Linked DNA regions of Sus scrofa: region 1 is linked to region 2. A link is a contact called in public Hi-C data. All regions are on one chromosome and are shown on one strand. The core of a region is the stretch at or near the end of the contact, and the rest is flanking DNA. Distances in the headings are between cores, read along the strand shown.

Region 1 (3,128 bases), core at 545-3,044, 280 kb before region 2:
ATCACGATGTCGTAACAGAAAAAAACAAGACCGAAAAACCTGACCTTGCGAAAATATCTACGAGGGGACGGCTTAAATAGCGCATCATACAACGGACTGGTCTGTATACATCAACACGTACTTTGTAGAAGAAAATGTAATAGCATGAAAAGGTGTTCATGATATCGTAGGTTAAAAAAAGCCATCACGCTTAAAAAAATAGCAGGGTACATACAGCATATACACAGAGTTTACATTTTAAAGATGTATGTACATCTACACATGCGTAACAGAAAGGTCTGAAAAATTACACATAACAGTGGTTCTCTCTGGGGGGTGAAATTAGAGGCGACTCTGTTGTTGCTGTAATCTATATTTCCTTCCTTTCTTCCCTCCTTCCTTTTAGATAAGAAACGCATTTTGGAAAAGAGCCACTGAAAAGCTTCCTAAAAGTCAGTGCGTGATGTCTCCTCTCTGATCCTGAGAGGGACCAGACTTCTGGGCAAGACGGAGCAAGGGACCCGGGACCCGCCTCCCCGACGCAGAGATGGCAGCATCGCTCTTGTGAGCAGGAAGAGCCCCGGAGGCACAGTCCCGTGTTCTAAGGGACATTTTCACCACAAGCAGGATAGGGGACCTTGAATGTGGGGGACAACAAAGAAGAGTGTCGCCTCCTGCCCCCAGAGCGGGCGTCCCTAAGCTGGGCCCTGGAGCACCTGCTGCTGGGGGCAGGGTGAGGGCAGGGCATAGGGCGGGTCTCACTCCCACCCCACTTACTGGTGGAACAGGATGTTGTGCTGTGGACACAAGCCCAGGCTCTGCCGGATGGCATCCAGGCTGGTTTCGATGTCCTTTCCCCCAACGAGCACGGTCCCGGATGTCGGTGGCAACAGACCTGTCATGATGGACCTGCCACATGCAGGAGTCAGTGACGGAAAGGATGGCCTTGGGATAGCAGCCTCCACCCCAGGGTGGGTGAGGGCCCTCAGTGATGCCCGCCCATGCCCCTCAGTGAGCCAGACCATCCCGAGCTTCAGGAACCGACCGGCCCGCGTGGGACTTGGCACCCGTGGGACTCAGCCCCTGTGTGCGCATCCAGGCCCTTAGGCCGTGACCACATCCACCCTTCTTCTCTGCCTCACTTATTCCTAGTGCTCGCAGGCAGGATTCCCGGCTGCCCAAGGCTCGCTTGCTCCGGAGATCCCTCCCCCGCTCAGCCGTCACTGCTCCCAGGGCTGCAGGGGCTCCGGCAAAGGCAGTCAGACACGGGTTTTGTCTGGTGTCACCACGTCAGAGGGCAAGGCCTTGGTGAGAAGCCCAGGCGTCCAGGGTGTATTTGTAGATTAACAGATTGAGGCTAGACCTGGGGGTTCCCACCACGTTTTTCTGGTAAAATGAGAATGTGACTCTCACCTCATGGGGTGGTTGTGAGGGTTAAACAGGGCTAATACGTACAAGGCACAGAGAACTGTGCCCGCAGGAAGAACAACTCAACACCATCATGCTACGTTTATGAAACATTGTGTTTCAGCCCCAGCAACACTGCATTTCACGGTCATGAAGCAATGTGTCTGCCTCGGGGTCCTGAATGGGGCGTCGGGCTCTCTGACCGTGTTAGGTGACAAGGAGAGAAATTAGCTGGGTGGCGGCTGCCCCTCCCAGTCTGGCCCGAGGTCAGACACCCTCGCAGGCCCTCTGAACTTGTCTGCTGATCAACCACTAGAGGGAAACAGAAGCAAGTGTAATGGCCCAGCCCCACATTCCACTCAGAGAACATTCCAGTGCAGGGTGGACACCGCTGTTCCTTCCTGGGGCTCTGTAAGAGGCGTTCACGTGGGTTCCCTGACCCTCGAGGGGGCCCCCCAGCTGCGGCTTGGGAAACCTTGGCTGTCACGTTTCCTTCCAGCAGATGGCGCTCGGCCCCTTCTAAAAGCAGAGGGGCTTCTGGGGCTGAGGTCTCCCCCACAGCCCCTCTGGAGACTGCATCCCTTAACCTCCTCCAGAACTACTACCGAGCCTTCTGGGTGCGAAAAGCAGCGCTCTTTGAAGGTAAGGAGTGCTCTGTAGCTGGAGGCATGGGATGGTGTGGCCACGGCTTGACCACCACCACGACGGCAGGGCTGAAAAGGCGGGAGTGGGGCTGGCATCAGAGACCAGAGACAATTGCGGGAGGACCTGGCTCTTGTCCCCGCAGAACCATTCCAACTTGGTGACCTTGGGAAAGTCACTTCAGCTCTCTGGATGTCCACTCCCCTGGCACACAAAGGGGGCGATAACCCTGCGACGCCACCTCCCGCTTCAACTTCATGTGACCATCAAAGAAAAGCAAAGGTGCCTGTAAACGCTGAAAACTGCGGTGAGCCTTACACTCTCCTGGCGCCCAGACGTCGAGCGCATTTTCATCACCGAGAGGCAGTGCGACAGAGGAGACGGCGGCGCTCAGAGGAAGGATGGAGCCAGAAAACAAGAGACTCACTCACAAGGTGGTAGTTTTCCCCGCTCCGTTGTGGCCGAGGAAGGCGGTGATCTGGTTTTCGTAGAAGGTGATGTTCAGGCGGTCCACGGCCGGCCGGCCATAGGGCTCAAAAGTCTTTACCAGATTCTTCACGCACACGCCGGGGACCAAGCCCGGGAGCTCGCGTTCGAAGAAGCACTCTTGTTGGAAAAACGGACATGGTGTAAATACACCGTTTTAATGAACACATCCCCAAGGTTCTTTCTTCAGCCTACTGTCTTGGGCCCCCACGGCCCTAGGTCTTTGTCAGAAAGACTGCAGAATGATGCGGATAATCACGGCTGCCATTTACTGAGCAGTTACTCAGCCAGGCATTGCTTCAAGTGCTTTGTATGGATTTCCTCATTTCACCCTTAAAACAGCCCTAGGGAACTAGACAGCCCTATGCCCAGTTCTACAGATGAGGAAACTGAAGACCGAGGCTTCAAGAGGCCAGTCAAGGTCACGTGGCTTCTGAGTGGCAGCGCTGGGATTCATGCCAACCCAGAGCGCGCCCTGTCTGTGTGGGGTCAGCCCGAAGCTCAGCCTTCAGTCCCAGGCCCTCCTGTCTGAGGCTGCTGGGCCTTTCCTGGTGGATTTCTTGTAACAGCTCAGGTTTCTCATCGTCCTCCCCAAGCAGTAGTTTCCTTCAGAC
Region 2 (2,796 bases), core at 123-2,622:
GTGTCCAAATATTTTTACAGACATGAGTCCAAATACCACAGAATCGTGGCCACAGCTCAGGCTATGTGGGTCTTTTTCTCAGGCAGACAGACTTTTTATTAAATGTGATTATACTTGAACCAGGAGAATCTCAGCCAGCAGATTCAGCCTTGAGATGAGAACTCACTATGTTGCCCAATATTTAAAAAAAAAAAAAAGGCAGATGGGAGAACTCCCCCTGGAGCAAATTTCGATTTTAAAAAATGAACTTTTATTTTTGTTATCATCGTCAGCAGTAGACAAATGGAATCAAAGTGACAATGCCTGCTGCATTCCTGCCCTCACCGTCACTGGGGGAAGAAGATAAGGTGCAGCCTGCTCTGTGGGAATCAAGTTTCAGTCGTCAGGTGTAATCAGAACCGTGGTCTTAAAACAAAGGCCTACACTCCGCCTCCTCCCTCAGTCAGTCCGAGGACTGATCACTCCCCTCCCGCCCCAGCCCCAACCCTGGGCACCCCGAGGAGAAAGAAGGATCAGATCTGCAAGAGCAAAAACACCCAAACCGGACAGCAGTGCCTGTACCCCATCTGTATGCCCAGGATCAGTGACCCCCCCATGTGCTGCTGGGCGCCCCACTGCTCCGATGGAATCCTGGCAGGAGGCTTTTAGAAAACAGGGCTTGTAGTTTTCCAAAATTAAGATTTCCCTCTTAACCCTCTGCAAAGAAACTTGGTTACTGGGTCTGTGCAGCGCGATGGAGTTCCTAGAACACCACCACGTCATGATGGGGGAAAGGATTCTTTTTTCCCCGAAAGAAAAGAGAGGGTGCATTTGCTCAAAAGGCCACCCAGAGTTTTCGAGCCCAGAGAAAATTAATCTGGTCAGGGACTGCGCCCCATCATTAAAATCTGTTATTGCTGGATTGCCTCACAAAACTAAAAATAAGGACAAACAACAACAATAACAACCACAAATGACTTAGGCTTGCTTGCAGCTTCCAGCTTTGCCAGTGAAACTAATTGGAAGGGTCATTAAACTGTCCCGGACCTCGGCCTGTCCCCGGTGTGTTTGGGGTAAGCCTGTCCCAGAAGGGCTGGATCTCAGTGCAGCTGCCCTGGAGGGACAGGGAGGGGTGATGCTCCCATTTCGGCGATGGGCAAACCAAGGAACAGCCAGGCCGCGGTGCCGGGGTCCCTCAAAGTCACTGGTGAGCGGCGGCAGGTCCGAAGAAGTGGAGGAAGTGTAGACGTGGGTGATAAGGCGATAACCCAAGGAAATTAAAACCTCGTCGTGTGGGAAAAGAACAATTAGCCAGGACAGAGGAGCAGGAAGGAATACAGAATGAATTACAATCGGAGGAAACGAGCCAGCAACAAAAGAGGCCTGGCGGGGTGGGGGCCTGAGGAGGCCAGCGAGGCCTTAGGAATGCTGGCTTTCCTTCGGGTTCTGTCAGGGCCTTATTGTTTGGTTGCTGTGGCTCCTAACTTAACCCCTTTTCTACCTCGAAGTGTCAAACTTGCCGGCAGCTCTCTCTTCACGCGGTTCTTTGAGATTGCTTCATGAACACTGCAAATTCCAGATGGGAAACTCTTCATGACTATCTCAGAGAAAGGGCAACAATTGAAGCTTGGATGGGTGAGCAAAGTAGTCCCACCAGAAGCCACCGGAAACATCTAGAGCACAAGTATCAGCGAGCGTAGACGGTTTAAGACCAAGAAAAAAGTGTGTGTTCATGAGATCCCCTTTTCAAAGAAAACATGTGAAAGGGTTTGCAACTAACATCAGGATGATATCAGTGTTTAAAACTAATGGGATGGAAGATTCTTTAACTAGTGGGAGGCGGTGGGGAGAAAGTACAATTGTTTTATGACAATAAGAATTTGCTTATTCTTTAAATTGGTATGTTTGCCACACATGATTATTGCCCCCCCCCAAAAAAAAGACCATGGGCCCAAAATAAAACTGTTTTTTGCGTCATTTCTAAAAGTTGATTGGCAGAAAGCTAAGAGAAAGGGCGACCCCAGTCAACCAAGATGTTAAAATCCTGGGAGAAAGGCACATAGGGATGAACGCAGCAGCTGGAGTTCTTGAGACGAGGGCAGGGAGTTGGTTAGGAAGAAGACGCGGATGCTAAATAGAATTAGAAGAACCAGCTACTATTACAAAGGGTTGATTGAGGGGGCAGAGTGGACAATAAGGCAAATTAAGGATTCTTGAAAATCCTCTGTGTCCAGGAAATGAATTAACTGCTCAAACTAATAAATAAGGAAGGATCGCATGAGAATAGCCAAAAGTTACCATGGAAAAGAACAGAAGCCTCTTGCTTTATAAAACCAGCACACTTAAAAAGAAGATTAAAAAAAATACCAGGGAGAGGCGCTTTGAAACAATACAAAGAGGATGTAAAAGTGAACGGAGAAAATCTAAAGTAGCTGGTGATGGAAGGGCAGCCTCAGAAAGAGCCACAAGAATAAAAGATTGTTTAACTGCCTTGCAGTGGTCCTGGGCGAGGGGAACATCCAGGAACTGGGGAACATTGACCTAGGTTTTACTTTAGTTTGTTTCAGTTTAGTTTTTTGTCCTGCCTTCATGAGGCCAGCAAAAATGTATCAGAAATGGAAACAGTGTCGGAAGAGTGATAAATTAAGGGCAATTAGGAATTCCCGCCAATAAATTACGATGACTCAAGAAGAGACAACCCCTGGGTGGGAGGAAAAGCTGCAGAGATTAGTGCTGCCTTAATGCAGTGTTTGGATGGCTTCTTGGAAAGACAGAACACTTGGGGAAATCAAAGCCAAGTAAGTCTAACACGTTTCT

The links. Hi-C and Micro-C count contacts between places; a contact is called where the count stands out from the background.
Region 1: a contact with region 2 is called in a Hi-C map of embryonic fibroblasts, with 3 times the contacts expected there. A contact is called at or near these places in 1 of 5 promoter capture datasets (fetal liver), 25 of 47 Hi-C or Micro-C datasets (adipocytes, adipose tissue, alveolar macrophages and 17 more) and 2 of 2 datasets of targeted methods (alveolar macrophages and skeletal muscle).

The regions. Positions count from the first base shown.
Region 1 is chr4:123,281,912-123,285,039 of Sscrofa11.1, reverse strand. It overlaps ABCA4 (retinal-specific ATP-binding cassette transporter), which reads right to left. Exons shown (of 51, transcript XM_021090184.1): 19 at 2,460-2,634; 20 at 757-888. Among named protein-coding and RNA genes, the nearest start is that of ABCA4, 81 kb to the right of the region's middle.
Region 2 is chr4:123,004,842-123,007,637 of Sscrofa11.1, reverse strand. No RefSeq gene overlaps it. Among named protein-coding and RNA genes, the nearest start is that of ARHGAP29, 76 kb to the left of the region's middle.